2 separate regions of the Gasterosteus aculeatus genome follow, and region 1 is linked to region 2. Evidence: chromatin contacts called from public Hi-C data. All regions are on one chromosome and are shown on one strand. The core of a region is the stretch at or near the end of the contact, and the rest is flanking DNA. Distances in the headings are between cores, read along the strand shown.

The links. Hi-C and Micro-C count contacts between places; a contact is called where the count stands out from the background.
Region 1: a contact with region 2 is called in a Hi-C map of tail fin, with 3 times the contacts expected there. The contact joins two enhancer-like sites. A contact is called at or near these places in 3 of 6 Hi-C or Micro-C datasets (skeletal muscle and tail fin).

What each region holds. Positions count from the first base shown.
Region 1 is chr20:19,393,169-19,398,960 of fGasAcu3.hap1.1, forward strand. nipal2 (NIPA like domain containing 2) reads left to right here. Exons shown (of 11, transcript XM_040165579.2): 9 at 1,269-1,332; 10 at 1,412-1,509; 11 at 1,666-4,096. The coding sequence ends at 1,775. It overlaps pop1 (POP1 homolog, ribonuclease P/MRP subunit), which reads right to left. Exons shown (of 17, transcript XM_078094154.1): 17 at 5,221-5,792. Among protein-coding and RNA genes, the nearest start is that of pop1, 14 kb to the right of the region's middle. Within about 2 kb of position 3,378, at least 2 of the 9 cell types and tissues checked have open chromatin away from gene starts, as enhancers often do.
Region 2 is chr20:19,299,654-19,305,035 of fGasAcu3.hap1.1, forward strand. No RefSeq gene overlaps it. Among protein-coding and RNA genes, the nearest start is that of osr2, 34 kb to the left of the region's middle. Within about 2 kb of position 1,293, at least 1 of the 9 cell types and tissues checked has open chromatin away from gene starts, as enhancers often do.

The DNA of each region.
Region 1 (5,792 bases), core at 2,128-4,627, 96 kb after region 2:
TCATTTTTCAAAATAAAAGATCAGGATGAGGCTTGTTTTCCACCCTACTGCTTTGTGTCCAACAATCACCTGCAGTTTAAAAAGATTATTCCATCCCAAAACTTAATTCAACATCCACAATTAAAAGTATAGTTTTAGTTATAGTTTTTTATTTTATTTCCATGAAAGTTCAGTGAAATTAGGAAGTTATTCTTAACGGAGATGACGATTTTTGTAGTTGGTATTAACCAACAGGCTGAGTACCACAAACAGCAAAGGGAAGGGAAAGAGTATTACAAGGCATTTTTGTGTTTTGGTTAATTGGCGTCAGAAAAGGAAAAAAAAGATTCCAACTTTTTCTGATGTGTTTTAAGACTCACTGTAATATATTGAAATCAATTCATGCCACAACTCACTGTAAAGATGGTGATTCACTCGTATGTGTGAACCACTAGCGAGTACTAGCGAAAGCCCCAAAGTATTTATAGCGTGTGTTCTGCCAGGTCTCCATCTGGTCGTAATAGTGTTCTTTGCTAGTGGGAAAGACACACCCTATAAACAATTTATTATTATTGAACTGGACCTGTCATCAGTAAATCCAATACCTTCTTTGTTAATCTTCAAGTAGATCAACTGCTAGTGACGTGACAACCAAACGTGCCGTTTTTGCTCTGATGGCCTATAATGTACATCCATCACAGAGGGGAAGCCACAAGGCGTGTGGGGATTTGAGCTATATTACTCTGCCCACCCACACATAACCAGCAGTTGACTGCACTAAACAACAAGGTGCTGATGTATTGGATCTGGCATAAGACCTTAGGCTGGCGCATGCTTCTGCGTCTGCGTCATTGCGTCGACGCACTCGTTTCAATTCATGGTTCTGCGTGTGTTGCAGAGCAATTCACCGCCAGAACAGGCGGAGTAACGTGTTTTGTTGAAGACGACCTAGAGAGTCACGTCTATTTATTTATTTGTTTATTTATTTATCATAGACTTTATTGTCCTGTGCATCGCCACTGCTGCTTTTCATCGCGGACAAAAGTGGCATTATGAAATAAAAGTACCATGAAATAATTAAATGTATTTAATATTTATGTATTTATTGCCTCATTTATTTATTTCATGATGTATTTCAAATGCATATTTCATGTATTTACGTATTTATTCATTTATTTAATTTTGACTAAAACGGCATTCCATATTATCCCAGTGTAGTGCTTGATCGGAATAAACTGCACTACGTTACCTAGTGAAATGTATTTTAATGGACTTTCTCCCTTTTGCAGGGATAGTGTTTTACCAGGAATTTGAAGGCTTGGCGTTACTAAACATTTTTATGTTTCTTTTTGGGTAAGTATTCCAAAAGCAAACCAGTATCTGCAGCTCATTAAACTAGCATTTACAGTCGCTCCATTAAACTCTTTTGCAGCTGTCTGCTGTCTTTTCTGGGAGTTTTCCTGATAGCCAGAAACAGGCCAAAAATAAAGCAACAGGATCCAGATTTTATCGCATTGGATAAGATTCCAAGTAAGTTTTTGAATCAGCTGTGTTCCTGTTACTATATATTGGTCAGCGGTGACTGCTCTCAATCTGCTGGCAGTAACCATGGATTTTTCCGAAGGCTAATGTCTGCAACCCGGCCATCACGATCCCTCTAATGAGCTCTGCTGTCCGTGTTCACAGGCAGAAGCCACACAGACAAAGTGCAGCCGGAGGCCAACACTCAGACATACGGATCGCTGGCAGCCAAACTCATGTGCAACAGCGCCAGCCGGACCCGCCACAACTCCTAAGAGCGGCTCCATTGGGACTGGGCCTTTGGGGGGGGGGATCTGTATGTGTGCAATAATAGCTTTATTTATTAATTCCCAGTTGGCGACCACATTATATTTTTGAAAATCAAATCTAAATATTTCTTTAAATATTCCATACGTGTCTAGAGTTAAAAAGGTATAGGCAGCATTGTTACGAGATGAAGTCAATTTGAAAAAAAGTTCAAGGCGGTCACTCTGATGTCTGTCTTCCAATATAACATGCGTGTTAAGTTAATCAATTAGTTAGTTTTCAGTTTTCAATAAACAAAGACACAATCTGATGTTCCAATGGTCTGTAAACTTCCTGGAGTTCAGCAAAACAAGTAAACTACTTCCCTCTAGTGGTGGTGGGGGCTCAGAGACCATTACACAGCTCGGTACATGTGTGCTGTTGATCTGGAGAAGGGACACACTGGAAACCGATCGGTTTAAGCTCCCAACACTCATCCAACAGGTTTGACTCATCTCTCAAACCAGATAATCTCCTCAAACACCAATGCAATCCCTACACTGCTACCAAGCTAGTGATGCAAAGCATAGGACAAGATCAGATTATGGCAGCGTCGGAAATACACGAGGGCAAAGGCCAAAATTGCCCCCAAGAAATATAATTTTGCCCCCGTTATCACGAGGAGAGGGGCAAAAAATGCCCCCATAATTTCCTCCAACAGTAATTACAATTTAGTTAACTTTGTCAAAAACATCGTAGCCGTAATGACCTGGGGTGTATTCCAGAAAGCTTGTTATGTGAAAACTCAGAGTAAGTTAACCCTGAAATGAGGAAAACTGAGTTATCCGTTCCAGATAGAGAGGTAACTGAAACTCTGAGTCAATCACCATGGTAACAGACTATGTGAACATAACCTGCTCGCTGGCAGGTTTACTATAAGAAACCCAGAGTTTCTACCCGTCTCCTCCCACATGAAGAAAGCTGGTAGACATGGATTGCCCATTCCTACCAAATGCAATTGACATCGAAGCCGTCGTGATTCGAAATGCTTTACGTCGCGAGAGAGTCTTCCGACCCAGATTAGACGTTTTATCATTTCCAGAGGAATTTCTGTTAGAACGCTACCGCTTTACTGGTAACTAGGAAACATATGGACAACATTTAATTCCTACAGTTCCACATACAGATTTAACATGGTATTGACCGAAAATCTCATTGTTTCAAGCTGTGCTGTGGGTTGGTGATGCCCAACCATGTTCTGTTCAACGACAAGAATGTGCTAGTTATCCATTAACTATGCTCATCACTTTAGTCTACATGTCAAACTCCAAATTCCACTCAAGAATGTGAATGGGCAGAGCACTGCCAGTAGATAATATTAAGACACACTTCAGTAGGCCCCTTCGGATCTCTCCCTGTGGCAGCAGACAGTTTCCTCATCATCATCCTCCTCCTCCTGTGATGCAGGAAAAGATACTGTTACTGTATACTTTTAACTACCATCTGAGGCAAGATCTGAGTATCTGCAGGGTTTACAACTGTGCAGATGACACCATCCACAACTGTTGGGTGGGTGGATATATATTAATTAAAAAGTAGGCTATATATATACACACACACTACCGTTCAAAAGTTTAGGGTCACTTAGAAATGTCCTTTTTTTCAATGAAGATAACATTAAACTAATCAGAAATACACTCTATACATTGTTAATGTGGTAAATGACTATTCTAGGTGGAATCATCTGGTTTTTAATGAAATATCTACATTGTATTGGTGTATAGAGGCCCATTTCCAGCAACTATCACTTGAGTCTTTTAATGGCACATTGTGTTTGCTAATTGTCTACATTTCCACAGATTACCTCAACAAATGAACAGCTAGAATGCCAACGGTCTGTAATGCTATAATTGCTGCAAATGGAGCATTCTTTGACGAAAGCATAGTTTGAAGAACAAAATTAATATTTCAAATAAGAATTATTTCTAATGTTGTCAATGTCTTGACTATATTTTCTATTCATTTTTCCAACTCATTTGATAAATAAAAGTGTTTTCACGGAAAACACAAAATTGTCTCGGTGACAGGTTCGGAAGAGCTTCCCCCAGGGTTACCTTCAGCCACCGGGCGACCACTGTTTTGTCTGAGGGCCGGCTCCTCCGCCTCTGTCAGAGGTGGTGGAGGTGGCTCTCCACCTGTTTTTCGGGCCTCTGCCTTCTTTCCGTTGTCTGAGCAGAACTCAATGTTTCTTTGTTTTTTAATTAGTATTTTAATGTGTTGGTGTAGGCTACAGCGGCACATTTTAAATGACTTCGATAGGTATGAAATAAAAATGTGTCTGTAAGTGTAAGTGTTGCTCTTTTGTTTTCTGTTGTCATGGTGACTCGTGGGGCTCCATTGATGATGGCTTTTTATAATCGTCATGCACGCGCTTAACTCAAGGTGAACATGCTCCGAGTTGATTGAACTAACGCAGATCAGCTGTTCTGGAACCGGATACTCAGAGCTTCTCATCTCAGAGTAAGTCAACTCGGAGTTCAGGGATAGACTCAGAGTTTGTTGAACCTCCTTTCTGGAATACCCCCCTGATTAAGTTGCCTTTGAATGTTTTGATTCTCGCCTTGAAGGATTTTTTTTAAAGGAGCGCTTCTTGCACTTGTTCTTGTGCAGGAGAGCGATTCCAGCCTCCGTCACAGTTTTCTGGTTCAAAAGGAAAGAAAGATTAAGAAAAAAAACATTGAAAGATGGAAGACACATTAGCTTGAGGTGGAGGAAAACAAGAGAAAACATTAAGAAATACGCATCCTTTCGTCACCAGACGATTATTTTGAAATGATTTAGCTAACGTTGGCTAGCTCTGATTGGCTATTTAACTGACAGCTACGAAGACTTGCTAGCTAGCTAACGTTAGAGTGCAGTCAATGAGAGATGTTTCCACTCTCTTCTCATAAGTTACTGCCATCTTGTGGTTAACAGCCAATACTCTATTTGGGTAAAATACAATTAGTTTAGACTGCAGTTGCACTGCAAATGTTTTGAACAGGAGTAACCAGCTCAATAACAGACAACTGTGGAAGCTGTGAATCTGATGCAAAGACAGCGTTCTGCAGAATGGTCAAGCAGTTTGACATTGCTGAACATATTGCTAAACATGAGAAACTACAAAGAAATAATAAAATTGAATGAGTCTGATCTATGTTTTGGTTTAAAAAAAATCTAAGAAAACACTTTGAATCTGTAGACTGCCTAATAGGCTTATTCCTGCCATTTGATGAAAAATGCAAAAAATGTCCAGTCACTGGGGGCAAAAAGTGCCCCCTAAATATGTAAATTCCCTACCCTGGATTATATATGTGTATAGTCAGTATAGCTATGAACAGAATGTTAGAGTACCAGTTCAGTGCAACTTAATGTGTGCAGTCACACTTGTGTGGTTTTAAATCTAAGCTACAGCAACTAACCAAAGATGACCAATTTAGTTGTGCAGAATGTGTATTTTATTAAGATGTTTAAAGAAAATTCCATTCAGTGATTTTTTAAAACAAACTTTTTTTATCTTAAAAACAAACATAATTACTCCTAACATATTGAGTGTGGTTTTAAAGGGACTTAAATGAGCTTCATTTTGGAAACCCAGTTGTATTGAACGTATTCCTTTGTAGAGCAGTCCTCTGAGTCAGGCGTCGATATGAAAACCAACTTTCCTCAACTGAAAATTAAGAATGCCTATTCCAGAGTAAAACACACAAAATAAGCTGTTCCAACATGGCCACTAGGTACTTTTAGTCAGGCCTGCTGCATGCAAGAAATATTCAGTTCAGAGTGATCACTTGGTGGATTGCTCTTGAATTCTGTGAGGGCTCAGCTGCTTCCATCACACCTCAAGGTTGACTTTAGCAAAGCGGTAATGCATGGCCGCGGGGTTGCGCAGCAGCAACATTCCTCTGTGTTCCATCGGCTGGTTGAGGAGGGTGTGGAGGAGAGCGGCCACGCTGACGAACCCCAGCGCCTCCCCGCATCCGGCAGACAGCGAGAAGTCGCCGTGC
Region 2 (5,382 bases), core at 43-2,542:
CGCTGGAGCTGTAGAATGACAAATCTGGTGACTTGTTGAAGAAAGGTTCTGGTGAAGAATAGTTTGCTGCTCAGGGCTTATTGTGTTTCGTAAGCAAAGCAAAGTGTCTGGGCAGGGCAAGCGAGAAAGTGTCCTTTGTGTGTGTGCGTGTGTAGGAGGATATATGTGCTTGTGTGTCAGTGGGAGCTGGCTGTGTGTGGGTGGTTCAGCCGAGGGTTGAGGAAGATGACAGTAATAAATTCATTCACTTCAGGGCCAGATGATGGCATCATCAATCAGCTTTATTGATGACGTGTTGAACAGACATACCTCTTGGTCCATGTTGTTCCTCTGCAACAACCTGACACATCCCTCACCACGACGGGCTAACCGAGCAGTGAGTGTCTGTCACCTTCTGATGTATTTGGTCATATAAGAACAACTGATACCACCTTGATACATCCATCATTACCCCCCCCCACCCTCCCTCTGAAGTTGAAGAGGTAAATGCCAGTAGCTAAGAAATTAAGTCAGTGTTGCAATTGTTTTACAATTAGTTTTTTCAAATTAAATCACATGCAAATTTGTAAGTTAGGGTGTGGATAAGCATTGTGTGTTTGCCCTGTCCCCATCCCGCTGCTATGTCTATGTCAAACAACAGCTCTGAGTAATTTCTGAAGAGGACGATTAAGCTGGAGAAATGAATTGCTGCGTTTTGGATAAATGATGGTGTTTTGTTACAATTTGAAGTTCTTTGCCCCGTCTTGGAAAGCAAATTCCAGTTTGTGTTCAGCACAGACAGCCAATTTTTCCCCAGTTGATTTGGGCTAATTGAGCCAGGGCCCCTGAATGTTTTGATGTGAGCCAGTGATTAGGGGGCTTTCAGATTTTTTGGGGCTGGAAGTAAAACCGTTATTCCCCTGGTTCCTTTTGTAGTTATGTGCAGACTTAGCTTCAGAAAGAGTACGTTTCACATGTTAACTTCTCTTGCACTAAGGTCCAACATGTCCATCAGAGACTGATGAATTCCCCATTTGTTGTAAATATGCGATTCTTGTGTTTCACCACAGCCTCCATTCATCTCTCAACAGGAGTGAGTCACACAGTTGATTCCTCATAGGCTGAAATGATACAAGATCTTAAGTCTGAATCACAAGCAGGTCCAGAACATTCACTGCATTTTAGAGGAATGAAAGCAATCTTGCACTTGCTTGGACTGAAAAACACCTGCCATGTCGGTCCATGTACGGTTAAGGCAGGGCAGTTAGAGCAGTGCTGTTGTTGTCATGTACAGCACACACCTGGGGTAGCTTCTTATCACATTTTAGAGGTGGGCCTCCACTTTATTGACTGCTGCTTTCAGGCATTTGACCCGCAGCCATCAACACTTCTCTCCCACTTCTTATCTCGCTTTCTCCCTCCTCACTTCTCGTTCTTCCTCACTCCCATACCTGCTATCCACTCCTCTCTACTCTTCACCCCCCCGTTTTTTCAGCTTCTTCACTGTTGGGAATGCCAAGTGTGTAACCCCGCTGATGACCTCTCAGGGAAGTCATAAATTTTGCGATGAGAGGTAGTAGAAGGGATGGTAGCTTGGTAATCCATCAAATCCTAGCTGTTGTAAACTTCCCGAACCATATATATATTTTTATTGACCACGTGGAAAAGGTGACATTTTGAGTGGTGTTCAGTGGTGTTAATTTCCTCCTGTTTTACACTACAATCTAACAATCAGTTTGGATTGTAATCCAGAATAAATGGATTTAAATATCTCAAAGAAATGTATATGGGCGTGTGTCTTTATTCTTCTTTAGAACAAAACTACAAGTTATTCATTTTTCAAGTATAATTTCTACTTTGACCTTCTTAAAAATGCATCTACTTCTTCCACCTTCAAACCTCATTAGCTGGTTGATGTCCTCTCCACTGATCCAGACAGATCTATTGCTGAGCCCATGATGGATTTGACGGCCCGTCTTGTGTGTGCGTGTGAGAATGCAGATATCTTTAGACGGTGCGAGAGTCTGACAATGCAGACGGGCCTGTAGGTAACGCGGTGGCTGGCCTGCTCCATGCCACCGTCCATCTGTCTCAGCCCCTCCAGATCACCACGCAGTGTGCTCCGTGTTTGCTCCCAGATAATGTTATTAGAGCTGATAACTGCCCTTGACGTCTCCTCAACTTTGAACCCCACATACCGGGCCATTCTTTTTTTCCAGCATCAGCTGGGATTTAGCGGGGTGAAGGAAATAGAGATGCCTGCTACCCCTGCCCCCTCTCATCGGCTCTCCATCCCTCCCATCCTTTAACCCCTGTGTCTGCCCGAGATAACTTAGACTGCAGCTTTGACGGACCCTAGCATTGAAGCTCATCGCTACCCGCCCTCCCCTCCCAGCTGACTCAATCAGCCACTGTCGGCCAGCGAGAATCCCCAGGACACCCTCCATTTTCCCCTCCCCCGCTCTTTCCTTGTTTTGATAGGTGCTGATGTCATTCCACAGATTTTTTCACAAATTAGGGAGGTGAAATTACGGGGCCGCCTCTCCTCTCCACATTGTGCCAGCCCCGACGGGAGCTTAATCCCTGATATCAAAGTTTGGCAGTTGGTTGGAGCGTTATGGGATACGGTGGCCTCTGTCCGAACCTATCCGCCCCCCCTCAGCTGGTATTTGAAGTGACAGAAAGTTGAGTCTGCTGTCCAGCAGCAATGTGTGCGTGTGTCTGTGTCTGTCATCAACGAGTTTTGGGAAAGCTACTATAGGAGTCTCAGTGAGTCAGTTCTGGTGGGCTGCTAATTTTTTTGGGGAAAAGGGTATGGTTAAGGAAGACGATACGATTACCAGGGGTTAGAGGAAGCTGCAGTGGTGGTGACAGTATCTGGGAGCTTTGCGATCGTCATGGGGGAAAGCCCTCGGTTGCTTGGAGACCGGTGAGAAACAATTGTAAATATAACCATGCTGCATTCTAAACCTTACCGCTGTTAGCAGCCTATTTATGTGAATGGTATTCAAGAACTTCATTCCCCTTCCATCCCATTTGGACACACTGTGATCATAAGTAATTTTTGGGGACTCTTTTGTCCAAGCACAAAGTGCGGGCCAAACCCGCATAAAAAGCACGATAAAGACAGGTTCACAGAACCAATGCAGACGCACTTTGCAGGGACACAGAGCAATTCTTGGGGTTCCCCCTGAAACCCTGTAATTATGGTCATCTCCGATATTGACTTTGTCATTTTTACAGCACCCCTAGATGGTTCTCATGAGCACCCTGCCAAGAGAGCCTCATTGGAGGTAACACGGTTAATGGCTTCAGACATTTGCTCTCTGTGCCTTGCTTCAATGTCGGTGCCAGAACTGCCTGTGTGTGTTGGAAATGGCTGCCTAAGTTATTATCAGGATAATCCTGAAATTGGAGACAGTATTAGAGCCGGGCATGTCATTCAAGGGCGGGATTCCGCCTGTGTATTGACTACTGTCGCTTCCAATTAGACACAACATTTCCTCAAAGCCTCGCAGATCTCTGGGACTAACACCCTCCTCTCTTTGGATGCTCCCCGCAGACAAACAGTGCCGTTACAGGACAAATGGATTCTTTAGGTAATTCCAAGAATAAGGCCTTGTCCTCCCTGACCTCCACGCTCCTCTCTGTTCCACCCATTCCTTTCCAATCCTCACCTTTGGCCCCTAGCAGTTGTTTTCCCATGAATCCTCATGTAATAGGTGTGGATATTAGCCTGGTCGGCCCAGTGTCGGGTGACGGTGCGCTCTGCTTTTGGGCTGTGCGAGACTGCAGGGCCTGTCACTGTGGCCCCTCTAGACGCTGCTGATGGAGTCATTTGTTTTCGCACATTAATTCAATTCTGTCCCCGAACCAGGGTCGGACACCTGCTTTCCATTGCGGTGGAGGAGTGGTAGTGTGGGTGGGGGGTTGATGGGCAGGGTGGGTAGTGGGGGCTAGCTCGGCCACCTGCCGATGTTATTACAGTAGAGCGGAATCCAGACGGACACACATATGCACACACACCCACACACAGACATGCGCTGTGAAGGCCTTGGACCCTTCTTTATACACTGGTCTTTGTGCTTCTTCTTGAGATGACCTTGTTGTAATTAAAAATAATCTTCTGAGATGTCGCCTATTGACTTCTGTGGGATTTTTTCCTAAAAGCAAACTCCCGGACTGGCACATGTTGTGTTAACCTGCTCACACGCCGCCTCGTGACTCTGTGAAGTGGAAGGATTTTTTTACTTGCGGCCCACCTTTCTCAGTGCTCTGCCAGTTGTAGAGAAAATTCCACCAGCGATTTCCGCCGCTGGAGGTGAGCTCTGGCTCACTCTCACTCCCTGTAACAGTCGGCCTATTGTTAGAGCGGCTTGCCCGAGGGGGCTGCTGGTTCAACCTTGCGGTGCACTGCCCCCCTGTGCTCGACGCGTCCACGTGCCTGTAAAACGCTGCTGAAATCGGACTAACGGTCACTTACTGTTCACTGATTTGCTGACAATCATCACTGCAACCTTATCTCTCCCTGGAGTCCCTCAAACACACACTCACATACACACTGAACCAAGCCATTAAGGACCTTGCTCTCTTGCAAATACACACATAGGCACAGAAGAGAACATACAGGTGCATGCACACAGGAATTAGACATCTATTAGATTTGGATCTGCTCATCATCAGTAACCTGCAGCTAGAAATCCAATAGCCGGCCATGTGGTAGAAATCTGGAAGTGCTTATTGTAGGCTAGTCCCTAGCTGCCAGGTTATGTGTGTGTCTTGTGCGTGTGCGTACTTTTTCACAGTGTGGAGCAATGGTTATATCCATGGTAAATATTACTATTGAGTTCCTGTGTATGAAATGTCCTCGGGCGAGCCGGAGCAAAAGGTGTGAAATAGAGAGCTGTGTTTTTAATCAGGCCCTCCAGAAGTGTAAAACTATGACATTTAAAGATCAAGATTGAGGTTAAACCTCCTCACTCCACAAGATGTGGCGTGTGGATAACGTTTTTCCAGGTTTGCAATTGTATGTTCAAGAGAAGGGCCCAGAGTTTTTTGGTATACCTGTTGTATATGTCCGTAATCAAAAGATAGTTACCAGACAAGTAAACTGCTGCAAGCCAGGAGTTTTTTCCCCTTTACAAAATACACTGCTATGTGCAGCTATTCAGTCCAGACTTTACATTAGGGGCCCTGGCGCTATAATCAGTAGCATCAGCGAATTGTGTAGTTTCACAGTCAAGGACACTGTAATTGAAATGCGCTCTGCCTCCTCATTCACTTTGAAGCTCTCCTAGCATATACCTTTCCCTTCTGACATAAGGTAAATAGGAAACTGAAAGCTGGTGGAACGTGTTGCCTGGCCTGCAATCAGCCCACTTACTACTGGGACGGGGCCCAATC